Regions from separate parts of the Mus musculus genome. Here region 1 is linked to region 2. A link is a contact called in public Hi-C data. All regions are on one chromosome and are shown on one strand. The core of a region is the stretch at or near the end of the contact, and the rest is flanking DNA. Distances in the headings are between cores, read along the strand shown. Region 1 has its middle 110 kb from the start of Gm41653. Region 2 has its middle 160 kb from the start of Lhcgr.

Region 1 (5,873 bases), core at 319-2,818, 910 kb before region 2:
TTTTCTTCATTCCTATTGACTGTCCACTAAATTCTTTGGCAATCTGTACCTATGAACTCACTCTTTTTTTTTTTTTTTCCTTATTTCATTTACTGTCTCATGATTCTAAATTAAGAATCATATATCTGTACAAGTATTCTGAAATTATAATTTCCCTAAGAATCAAATAAGGACTTGCCATTCAGCACGTCTTGCTTGGGAACTAAGACACGTTGCTAATACTGTGCATCTTCTTGTCAAATTATTTAAGTTTCTGTAGGCTGCTGAGAACTAGGATATTCTATCTGGAAACAAGTTCACATTAATTGCCTCTGTGACTAGAAACATGGCAGGGAACTACTTTGCCCACAGTTACCTCATAAGTTAGAATCCTCTTAGCCCAATGCTACTGGTGTTTGTTCTCTCAAAAATCCTGTTTCTCCCATAGGAAAAATTGTCTCACATCAACTGGTCTGCTGTCCTCCCTTCCTCCCTCCCTCTCTCCCTCCCCCTTTCTTCCTTCCTTCCTTCCTTCCTTCTTTCTTTACTACCATTCTTTGCCTCTCTGTCTTTGGAACATCCAACTTATTTCTGTTAGGCTAGTAATTTAACAAAAACATGTAGACTATGCAGTATGGAGTCTAGTGAGAGAGGCAGGACAATCCATTTCAGTCATAATGCTGAAAATGCAAGTCAATTTACTTTTTAAATTAGCATATTCCATAATGTATAATTGTACTGACGAATCACATGGTACCAAGAAGTTGCTATCACTTTTGTTTCTGTGTATCAGTTAAACCAACAAAACCCAGATACAACTTCTGGAGTAACTGCAAAGAATATTATTTATTTTATGTTCTATTAAATCAAGGAAGGTCAGAAAGCAGATGATTGATAGTAATAAAGAAGCATAAGCTAATGATTTTTCTAATTCTAAAGGTTAGAGAAACCGCATGGCACTATCTCACACACACACACACACACAAATGCACCTGCCTGCTCCATCCCTCATCTATGTCTTTTAAATGTTTTCCTGTCAACTTGACTGTTGCTAATCTTTTAAAACCACCATAGTTATACGTTTATCTTGTCCAATTTTTGTCCAATTGTTCTTTATTTTAGAAAATTCATATTGCAAGGAGGATGCAAGTGACCTTGTCTGCCAGGTCATGTGTTAAAACATGACCATAGTACATATTTGAGATCACTACATTCAGTAGTACTCATGATCTCAAATTTTTACATGTTCCTATATTTAGTGATATATTAACTGATACACACTGCCTAGTAACCTGAAAAAAAAAATCAACTTCAGACTTACTTATGGATAGTGCAGTAAAGATATGTGTAACTCAGATTGGTAGCCACCAAAGTTGCAAAGCAGTATCACGTATACAAAAGCTTGTTTTCAGCAGCTGACTAGCAGATCTTACAATGCATGTCAGGTGTAGCACCCCTGCTCTTCAAACCACCCAGTCATTAAAACATTGCTGAAAGCACATTTCTCTCTGTTAGAATTTTCCTAGGGACTCTATCCAGGTGCATGAAATAGTTAGTCGGTCCACATGAGCATTTGCATTAAAATTAGATTCTGATTTGCATATCATTTGCATACTCCCACATAGTCTGTGCCATCTATTCTTAGCCAGCTTTTAGCAAAACATTATTTATTGCTACTGTTAACATTGACACTTTTTAGTTTTTCAACTTTACTTTCATCCTTACGTAATCTCTAACTCTAGAGTTTAATATCAAAGAAACATACAAAGATGGTAATGATGGAGAAAAAAATGTTGCTACTGGATTTTTTTCATGAAAAAACAAATGAAGCATATTTTGGGAACTGTTCTTCCACATTACATGCAGCATTTTTCTTTCTTTTTTAAAGTTCTCTTGTGGCAAGATCTATTTTTAGAGGAGATTATAAATTAGTAATGTAAATTTGTGAACTCAGAATACTTGGATTAATTCACTTATATGTTTACCAAATATTTACTGAATATTATTGTGCTCAGGTTACCTTTATGGAATATGAGCCATAAAGCATTAAGCAAAACACATTTTAAAAAAATACATGTTCTAAAGGTATGGTGGCACATGCCTTTAATCTCAGCTCTTACGGGGCAAAGACAGGCCTCCTGAGTTGAATCATATCATAGTCTATTAAGTGAATTTCTGGACAGCATGCTGGGCTCCACAGAGAAACCCTGCCCCCCAAAACAGCATGTTCTCAGAGTTTGTGCTCTAGTTGCTGAGAGGTAGGTTTGGTGATGTAAACAAGGGAGATGAAGAAATAACTCATATAGGTATCCAAAATTATATTAGTGTATTTGGGGTGATTTTACATGGCAAAACATATTTTAAAATAGGCAATAATCAGTGGATGAATGTTTACCTAGCACCTGTAAGTCCCTGGATTCAATCACCAGAAACAGAAATAAGCAAAAGGCAAAAAGAAATGAGCACCTTTTAATGAATACTGAAGTAATTAGATTTGTTGGGAATAAATCTAAAAATATTTATAACTTAAAAATGAGTCTTACACACTCAGTGCCATGGAAGTATCATTGTTCCAGTACAATGCCAGGTTCAATTTCAGACTTAAAATGATAAAGGAACATGTGAAACATCTTCATCTTTTCCTGAGTTGGTTCAAGTAATATACTCTAGGAACATAAATTTCCTTGCTTAGATTCTGATTGATTGAGACAATTTCCTTTATTACCTTATTTAAGCAACGAAAGGTGTTGAAAAATTCTAGCTTGGAAGAAGATATGGCAATTCTGATAAACCCAGACTAATCAATCCAAACCTCTGCAGAAACAATATAGATCTTTTTTTTTTTTCAAGAAAGCTACAAAACAGTACTACGTGAAGGATGTGTTCCACTATAAAGGGTTGGAGAAGAGTTTCTGAGCAGTAACTGACCTGGGCTGTGAAGTGCAAAAAGAGTGCTTTTAAAGTTTCTCCGGATGGAGCTGGTGTAGGGGTGTAGGGTGTAGAGGGAGTTGCTCATTGGTTATACAGACACTGAGAGCATGGAGAACATGATAAATACACACTGTTCTGAATCACACATTCCAGAGAAGGCAACTTGTGTTTTGTGTAGCAAGAAAAACTACATGTGTTTTAGGTCAAGCTGTTATAACAAGAAACAAAATAAAACAGCACCCCTCCAGGTTTATCATGTGGGCTTCACATTGCTACCTCTTTCTCTTCACTCACTCACTTCTCTTACTTATAAAACATAGATAACGTGAGTGTTCTTCAAGTACAACAAGGTTACATTTCATTTCGATAACTATTTCCGGAAAGCTGGAAATGATACGAGAAAGGAAAAGTTGATAACCAGTCTATCTTTGACCAGACATTCATATATAAAACTCTTTGATACCCATCATCTCTTTCTCAAAGGGAGCCACAGGCCAACTGTCTATGGCTTTAACTTGGTAGGCAATCTGTTTATTTCATAATCAACAACACTTTGCTGCAATAGTTTCACTGTAAGCATGCTACCTGCTCATGCTTCTCTCTCGGTAGGTAACTGAGGTTTAACTCAAGTTGAAGTATTGTTCCTTGAAGATTTCCTGAACTAGCCTGAATTCATGAACCTCCCTCTCTGAGAAACAATGGATGGTTTACAGCCTTTAGGAACCGAAGAGCCAATTTTCTTTAAGTGAGTGTTCCCATGGATGGTTCTACTCCTAGGAGTATAGATGGCACAAATTTGAGCCAATGGTCAATTAACTTAGAAATAAAAATTCAAAATTAAATTTATAAACACTGTGAACACTTAACGTAGAAAGGAAGCAGTAAAAGAACTCAACATAAGTATACTTTCTTAGCACCAAACTATGTGGGGAAAGTAGAGTCAAACTTAGAGGTAACAGAGAAAACATTCGGTTACTTACAGTTTAAACTAAAACACGGCATCTATTAAACTGCTAGAGTATTTAGGTAAAGCTTCATCATCTTGCCTTGATCTTTTGCTAACTATATCAACTTAGGAAAGATTTGAAGTTATAGCTGTTGTATTTACTTCAGTTAACAATTAAAAATTAGCTAAAATGAAACATTTTCTAGACAACTGCTGTGAATATTGATTCATCCTGTTTCAGAGCTCTCTGTGCGTAATTTACTACATTGTTGATATTGTTGATATACTACCTCTCATTGTCTCTTTTTTCCCTTATAAAATAAAGGGACACATGCCCATTGACTAAAAAAGTTAGTTTTTATAAAAAATAAAATTTCATAGAAGGAAATACTTGTGCTCTTATCTACAGTCTCCTGGGAAAAGTGAGAGAAGATCAACACAAGAAATTTATGTTTAAGAATTTAAACAAGAGAGAGGCGTATTGGACATACTTGTTATCTTAACACCTGTGAGGGAGACTCAGGAAGACAAGGAGCTTGAGGCTAGCCTGTCTCATGGGGAAATTAAAAAAACATATTTAATAAATAAGAAACTGCTAAAAGAATGATACAATAAGTACTGTACAGACAAATGTGGACGACGAAGCTCATGGAAGTTGATACTGAATCAGAAGGCAGCTGGCTGGTGAGGAAATGGACGTGCACTTGATCTAGATGAAAGGCTAAGGTACAAAGGACACTGCCATCGGGATGCATTACTGCCTCAGGACCACAGCTTTCTCCATCATCTCTGAAGACAATCGTGGAATTCCCTGAGACAGCTTTGTAGTGTCAATGTGGACAACTGTGTTTTCTTTCAGCGTTGAGTGGATCTGTCCTTTAAAGCGTACACTTCCATTTTTCTTATGTATTTGTTTAGGATCATATAATTTAATTATTTTTCCCTTCTTCCCTTTTCTCTATTCTCTTCTTCTTCCTTTCTTCTCTTCCTCTAAATCTTCCCATATTACCCACATATTGTTCTCATTTTACATTTATGACCTCTCTTTTTAACTGTTATGGCAAACACATACATATGCACACACATTATTTATACCTAAATATCACTGGTTCAGTGTATACAGTGTTGCCTGTATGTATGTTTTCAGTAGTGACCATTTGGTGCTGAATAACCAGTTGCCTATAATTCTTTGTGCAGGGTTGTGACCTTGTGAGCTTTTTCTCTGATCTAAGGTGTTACTTTAAAAAAATCCTATTCAACACTATGACTGGCTTTAAAAATAAGATTTCTTGAAGACATGGGCACTATTTTTTTCTGAAGTAACAACTGTTTTATTCTTACTTTCTTTTTCTAGGCCTCTGTCAGTGCAGGGCAATAGCAATCTAAGGTTTTCCTCTAAAGGCATCTATTTCCAGGTACCTAAATGACGAACATATTTTATTTTGGCCTATTCTTGGCTTCTGTAGGAAAACTCCCAAGTGTTCCTTGTTCTATGAGACAGTCTAGGATGTTTATAGCTTGTTTTTGTATCAATTCTTATTCAAGTGATATTCCTATCAGAATTTTCCATGAGGAGGTATGGGCATGTATGTTCTGTTCCTCTATAATTCATCTATCTATCACAGTAGTTAAGATATTCACGAGCTAAAAGAAGAACATGTTTGCAAACAGTCAGTTGGTTAGATTTCCCTGACAAGAAAAAACAAAACAGGGTGATATGCAAATTAGGCAGAGAATCTGGCCTGGACAAATGTGTCACATTCAGGTTGAAGAGAGAGGTCATGTATATTCCAGTGCTGCTCCAGAGGTGGGCAATGTTACCTGTTCATGGTTTGTGAAATCATGGCTTCCAACTCATGATTATGCTAAGACAAGTGAGCTTGGAGTTGCCCCACAGCTGCTCAAAAGAGAAGATTCTCTTCTAAACTCCTCTAAGGAAGGTTTATCGTTTTAATTTCCTTACATTATATTTTTTCCAGATTTTAAAGATGCACATGTACATGCAGTCACACACATA
Region 2 (5,737 bases), core at 2,945-5,444:
GAGTACTAAACTGTTTTATTGTTGATGAACTGGTCTGTATCAGGTCGGCTCTTTGGAATGTAATGACAAATCCTCTGCAGGCTGATTTCACAAATGATTTTTTAAAAGTTAATCTTTGTGTTCTCAAACAATGTGTGTTCCATGTTTGTTCTTCTAGAATCACTGAACCAGTTTATTTAAGGACATCCCATAATTCTCTCTCTCCTTTCTCTCTAGAACGCATCATTCAGAAGTTATCCCACTATAGTTATCATGTGAGACCAAGACCACATGTGCTCCCAAATGCCTGTTTCAAATCCATGTTAGAATAATAATTTTGCTGTGGACTGCTGGTTGCTCAGTAAGAGAGTTGGTACTGTCGAATCAATAGGCTCTAGATTCACCCTGTAGACAAATCTCTGGGTAGGTCTGTAAGGCCATTTCTAGTCTGAGTGAATTGATGTTTAAAACCCCTCTCTAACTACGGGTGAAGCCATCCAATGGGCCAGAATCTGGGACTAAGTAAAAGGAGAAAGCAAACTGAATACATCCTCTGTCTCTCTCTCTCTCTCTCTCTCTCTCTCTCTCTCTCTCTGTCTCTCTGTCTCTCTGTCTCTCTCTGTGTCTCTGTGGTGTCTCTGTGTCTCTGTCTCTCTCTCTCTCTCTGTCTCTCTGTCTCTCTGTCTCTCTGTCTCTCTCTGTGTCTCTGTGGTGTCTCTGTGTCTCTGTCTCTCTCTGTCTCTCTCTGTCTCTCTCTGTCTCTCTGTCTCTCTGTCTCTCTATCTGTCTGTCTCTCTCTCTCTCTCTCTCTCTCTCTCTCTCTCTCTCTCTCTCCCTCTCTCTCTCCCTCTCTCTCTCTTCTTCCTGATGCAGATGCAGTGTCTCCTGCTCATGACACCACATGGGCCTTCCACCACCATAACAGACTGTATTCCCAAATTTGTGCTTCTTCCCTTAAAGTGTTTCAAGTCAAGTATTTCTCACAGCAAGAAGAAAAAGTAAAAGGTTGTCCAGTATGCCCCAGGACCATGAAGAAAACTCCAAATATTGTACATAATAATTTTCCTCACTATAAAATTCTGGGTTTGCTGTCTGTCTCCTTGACACTTGGAAGATATCAATTCACTGCCTTACCACATCGAGCGCAGCTTTATCAGGGATGATTGTAATCTGATTTTCTTGTTCCTTTGGGTAATATGCTTTTTATCTTTGAAAGCTTGTAAAATTTCCTCTTTTTCTTTGATATTCTTTAATGTTGCTGAAGAATGTCTCTGTGTGAGGTCACCTCCCCTGCCTAGCTTTCTCTGTGTCCTTTCAGTACAGGGTCCCTTTTCTCCTTCTGTAATCTTCTTACATGAATACTATAGCTACTTCAACCCTCCGTACCCTTCTCCAGTGCCTTCTAACCAAGTTTCTCCTTCCAGAATCTCAGACATTTAGCATGCTCTTTGGCTGTCAACATTTTAATAGGCCGCTTGTCCACACTTTAAAAAAAAAAAAAAAAAAAAAAAAAAAAAAAAACCTGTGTAAATTACATGTAGCTATCCAGTGTCTGTAGTTGGTGTTTCTTTGTGTTTCTCTTCAATTTGTTTTTTGATGGTCTCTTACCTCTTTAAAGATAATTGCTAGGCTTATTTTTTAATTGTGTTCATTTCTTTTCCTCTTGTTTACCTTGTTCGGTTTAATGTATTTCTCCCAAAGAATTTCCCCTCCTCGAATGTCGAGCTATTTTTTTTCTTATTAGCTAATCTTTTACTCCCCTAGGACTATCAACTGCTTTCACAAATAGTATCTCGTTACTTTGGCCTTTTTTCTTCTTCCAGTGAATTGAAGGAAGATGGCCTCAAGGTCACAAAGGTACAATTTTCCTATCCCCAGGCCACCATTGCCCAGCACTGCCCTGGCCTGCCTCATGCTGATGTCTTCTCATGCTTTCAGAAATACAAGCAGACTCTTTGAAGATGGATGTTGAATGGAAGGTGGAGGCAGACTAACAGAATGCTCAGGGCTATCCAGCTGTCTTGATCCTGGCCTCTCCTCTTGGCTGGCCTGGCCCCCGGTGCCCATCGACTGCATCCTGCTACCGCTGCTTTCCTTCCCAAGAAACAGGCAACACCCAAAAGTAACCAACAGGGAAGAAAGAACATACCAGAAAGCTTCCTCAGCCAATCCCTGCATGTCCCTGGCTTCCTCGTCTTCAAACTGACGTTTCTCTCAACCAACCATCTTCCTGAGAATGCTAATACTTTTCTTAGTTAATGAAAAAAAATCTCATTGTTGAGTTTAGAAAGGAAAGAGAAATGCCATGCAAAGATGTGGTCATGTGCAACTTTACAAACACTAAGGCTGCACAGCAAATACCTAGCTAAGAATCCTTTGATTAAATAAGATAGAGGACGTGTGAGTAAGTGGAGTCACATCACATCCAGGCTCTCATCTCAGGCGCCCAGCTGTCCTGGCCATCTTTGAACCAAAAAGAGCTTCTCAGAAATGATTAAATTTTATTGAAGCTCACAAGGGATGGTAGAGAGAGAATATTTGACTACTTTTGACAATTATTCGAAAGCACTAACCCGAGGGAGGACAGAATATGAAATCATGGACATAAGCCCTTCTGAATGCAGTCCCTATCTAGTTCATCCTTTGTCCTTTAAAAGATTATTTAATTATTCTGTGCACATGAGTACTTTGTTCACACGTGCACAGTATGCATGCAGCGCCTATAGAGACTAGAAGGGGGCATCAGATCCCCTAGAACCAGAGTTACAGAACTGGTGGGCGACTGGTGGGCGCTGGGAAGTGACCCTGAGTCCTCTGCAAAATCAAGCTGCTCTTAAGAGCAAAGTTACCTCCCCAGCCTCTTCACTTTTTTCCTTCAAGTCACCCACAACACACTCTCTCTGTCTCTCCTCCTCTCCCTCTCCCTTCGCCCCCTTCCTTCTTTCTCTTCCTTTGCCTTCCCTTCTCTAAACTATCAGCTCCTGCCCAGCTTGGACGTTATTTTCTGCTGCAGTGCAAGGATCCATACAACAGTAACATAAGGCACTTTGATAAGTTTTGAGACCAGAAAAGTCATCCTTGTATTGCTTCAGTCAATTCTGAATAATCCATAAGTAATCTAAGATAAAGCGAGACACTTCTTGTGCCTCACTTAGGGAAATTCTGGACTAGAGAAGAAAGAACCAAGTTCCTTTTCTGTGCCAACAGCAGCTCAACATCTCCGCATAATCATTTCAGCCTTCTGGAGATATTATATTTCTCTTAGTAAAACAGCATCAATTATTAAGGGAAATCATTTTCTGGGTAAATGGATAGGGATGTTCTACAAGCAAAGCCCTTGGATTGAGTGTGAGATAAAATCACTGTTTATACTAATTGTACAGATATCATAAGACCTACACTAAGTCTCTCTGGGATTTAAAACCATTATCATGAGTTCTTGAAGGCTTCTTCTGAAGGCTGAAAACAATTAACGCTGACCAATCAACAACACTAAGACCCTTCCTAGTGACAATGGGCATTTCCTACTGTTCCACCTTTCCATTGTCACAGTCCTGAGTGTACACACATTTAGACATGAACACGTCACGTGAGCCTTTTTCTCTCTTAGCTTTCAACCATCTTCTCTACTCTTTGCCTACAGCAAAGTCCCATATCCACACTTCTCCAAATGGGAAAAAAAAATGTCTTTTACGAAAATTCTATTCGCCTGACTTGAAAAGTGAATTATTTAATGTAGACAATGGCCAACTGAGTATGTTTGGTGCCCTCAGATCAAAGACTTTCTCAGTCACAGACAAAACAAGAACAGACTGTGGAGACAACTGGCCCAGATCCTAACAGATTCGGTCTTCTCCGGTTTTGCAGGTGAAGCTATTGGCATCCCAAGAAGTTCTCTGCCTTACCAAACACAAGACAAGAAAGTGTGGGCAGGTGCACTAGAATGTGGGTCTTATGTTCCTGCTTTCTATACCATAGGCATTTAGCCCATGCCCTTATGTTCTCAACCCATCACATTCTCTGTGAACAGGTCAGGAAGATACTAAAGTCCCCAAGCTTTATTACTTCAAATCTCATCGACCATCTCGTTTCACAACTCCAATAAACTTCCCAATTTCACTCTCCGGGTTTCAACCACCTAGAGTTGACTATGCCATCCTCTGGCAGTGGGCAGATCACCAAGCAAGTACAAGGTCACCATCTAGTGGTAAATGCAGTAACGGCAGGTTACCCAGCATACCCTTGATTCTTCCACACCTCCTAATTCCATCCCTAAATGCACTTATGCCAGACAGCTTATTTTCAGCAAATTTCCAAAAATAAATTTCAAAGCTAATCAAGATTTTCCTATTATATAAGACATGAAGTAAGTTTAAATTATTTTTAAATGTAGGCGTTTACTAAGCCAGTGATCTTCCTGGTATTGCAGTAGATTGCAAGAGTTCTTAGCAGCGTTGTGCTTCCAGATAGATCGCATTGCAGATAGTTAAAGCAAGTCAGGGCTGTAGGTAAATGTTAATGTGTTTTCATTAAAGTGGCTCTAGAGTCAACATCAGCAAGGTCTTGGGAAATACACTCCAGGGAAATTGGGGCAAGCACATGAAGGGGTTCTGGGGAAAGGTAGAGAGGGAAGACGTGACTCTGATCAAAACACGTTGTGCACATGTTTTCATGTTTCTAAAATTAATAAATTCTGGTTCTTCTCTCAAACAATTATTTACTAAACACCTGCTTACTCTAGGGTATGGACAATAATATGACTATTTGTTACATACACACACACATACACACATGCACACACACCTTGGGAACATAACGGAAAGACTGTTCCATTGTGAGACAGAGGTTGCTGAAGATTATTGGTAAACAGTATCTTGAGGACATGATAAGAACTCACAGTAGCTATGGTCATCTACACATAACTCACACAAGATTGAGCCAGTCAACACAAGAGCATGGGTGAGAAAGTATTCACAGTTATTGTCAGTTCATGACTGCTAAGCGAGGGTCCGTTTTCTTTGAAGGTGTGGTCCCAGGAAAGTTGTCCATGTTGTGGTGATGGCCCAACATATGTGCACAGATGAGCAGCACTGGCTGCATGCTGTGGGTTATTACAACATGGAAGAAGAGAAAAATAAGAAACATTGACAGCTTTTGTGCAACCCCTTTCTAAGGAGCTTGCTACTGAGAGTTTGACCATGCTTCAATGAGTATATAGATAACACAGATGGGGCCTGATTTCTCCCTTGAGAGGGGTGCATGAATGAGAGGGTCCACCTGGGAGGAGTGTGATCTGGGTGCATTATATGAAGTTCCTAAATCATTGATAAGAACATTATGTTGCAGGGAGGGAAATTGGGGCAAGCACATGAAGGGGTTCTGGGGAAAGGTAGAGAGGGAAGACGTGACTCTGATCAAAACAGGTTGTGCACATGTTTTCATGTCTCAGACAGAAAGTAAAACATTATAATACAAAAATAGCAGGAAAATCAAGAGTGATCATATATATTTTAGTGATAATGAACATTTCCTATTCCTCTTCTTGTGGTCTCAAACCTGTGTGCATACGCGTGCAGGAACATATACACATCACAGCAGTGGGCAGGGCTCTAGACCTTTCTATGATCCCATACCTGTGTGCACACATGTGCAGAAACATATGCACAGCACAGCAGTGCACAGGGCTCTTTTCTTTCTGCTGCTAACCACCCTCCTCTGTTCTCTGTCTACAGGAAGAATCATGCAGTTCTCGCAGTAG

Evidence for each region. A called contact is a pair of places that touch in the nucleus more often than the background predicts.
Region 1: a contact with region 2 is called in a Hi-C map of cortical neurons, with 2.3 times the contacts expected there. The contact joins two enhancer-like sites. A contact is called at or near these places in 2 of 484 Hi-C or Micro-C datasets (cerebral cortex and cortical neurons).

Annotation. Positions count from the first base shown.
Region 1 is chr17:89,860,881-89,866,753 of GRCm38.p6, reverse strand. No RefSeq gene overlaps it. Among named protein-coding and RNA genes, the nearest start is that of Gm41653, 110 kb to the left of the region's middle. Within about 2 kb of position 1,568, at least 6 of the 459 cell types and tissues checked have an H3K27ac peak or open chromatin away from gene starts, as enhancers often do. A contact at or near this core is called in cortical neurons, where this site is marked.
Region 2 is chr17:88,952,663-88,958,399 of GRCm38.p6, reverse strand. No RefSeq gene overlaps it. Among named protein-coding and RNA genes, the nearest start is that of Lhcgr, 160 kb to the right of the region's middle. Within about 2 kb of position 4,194, at least 4 of the 459 cell types and tissues checked have an H3K27ac peak or open chromatin away from gene starts, as enhancers often do. A contact at or near this core is called in cortical neurons, where this site is marked.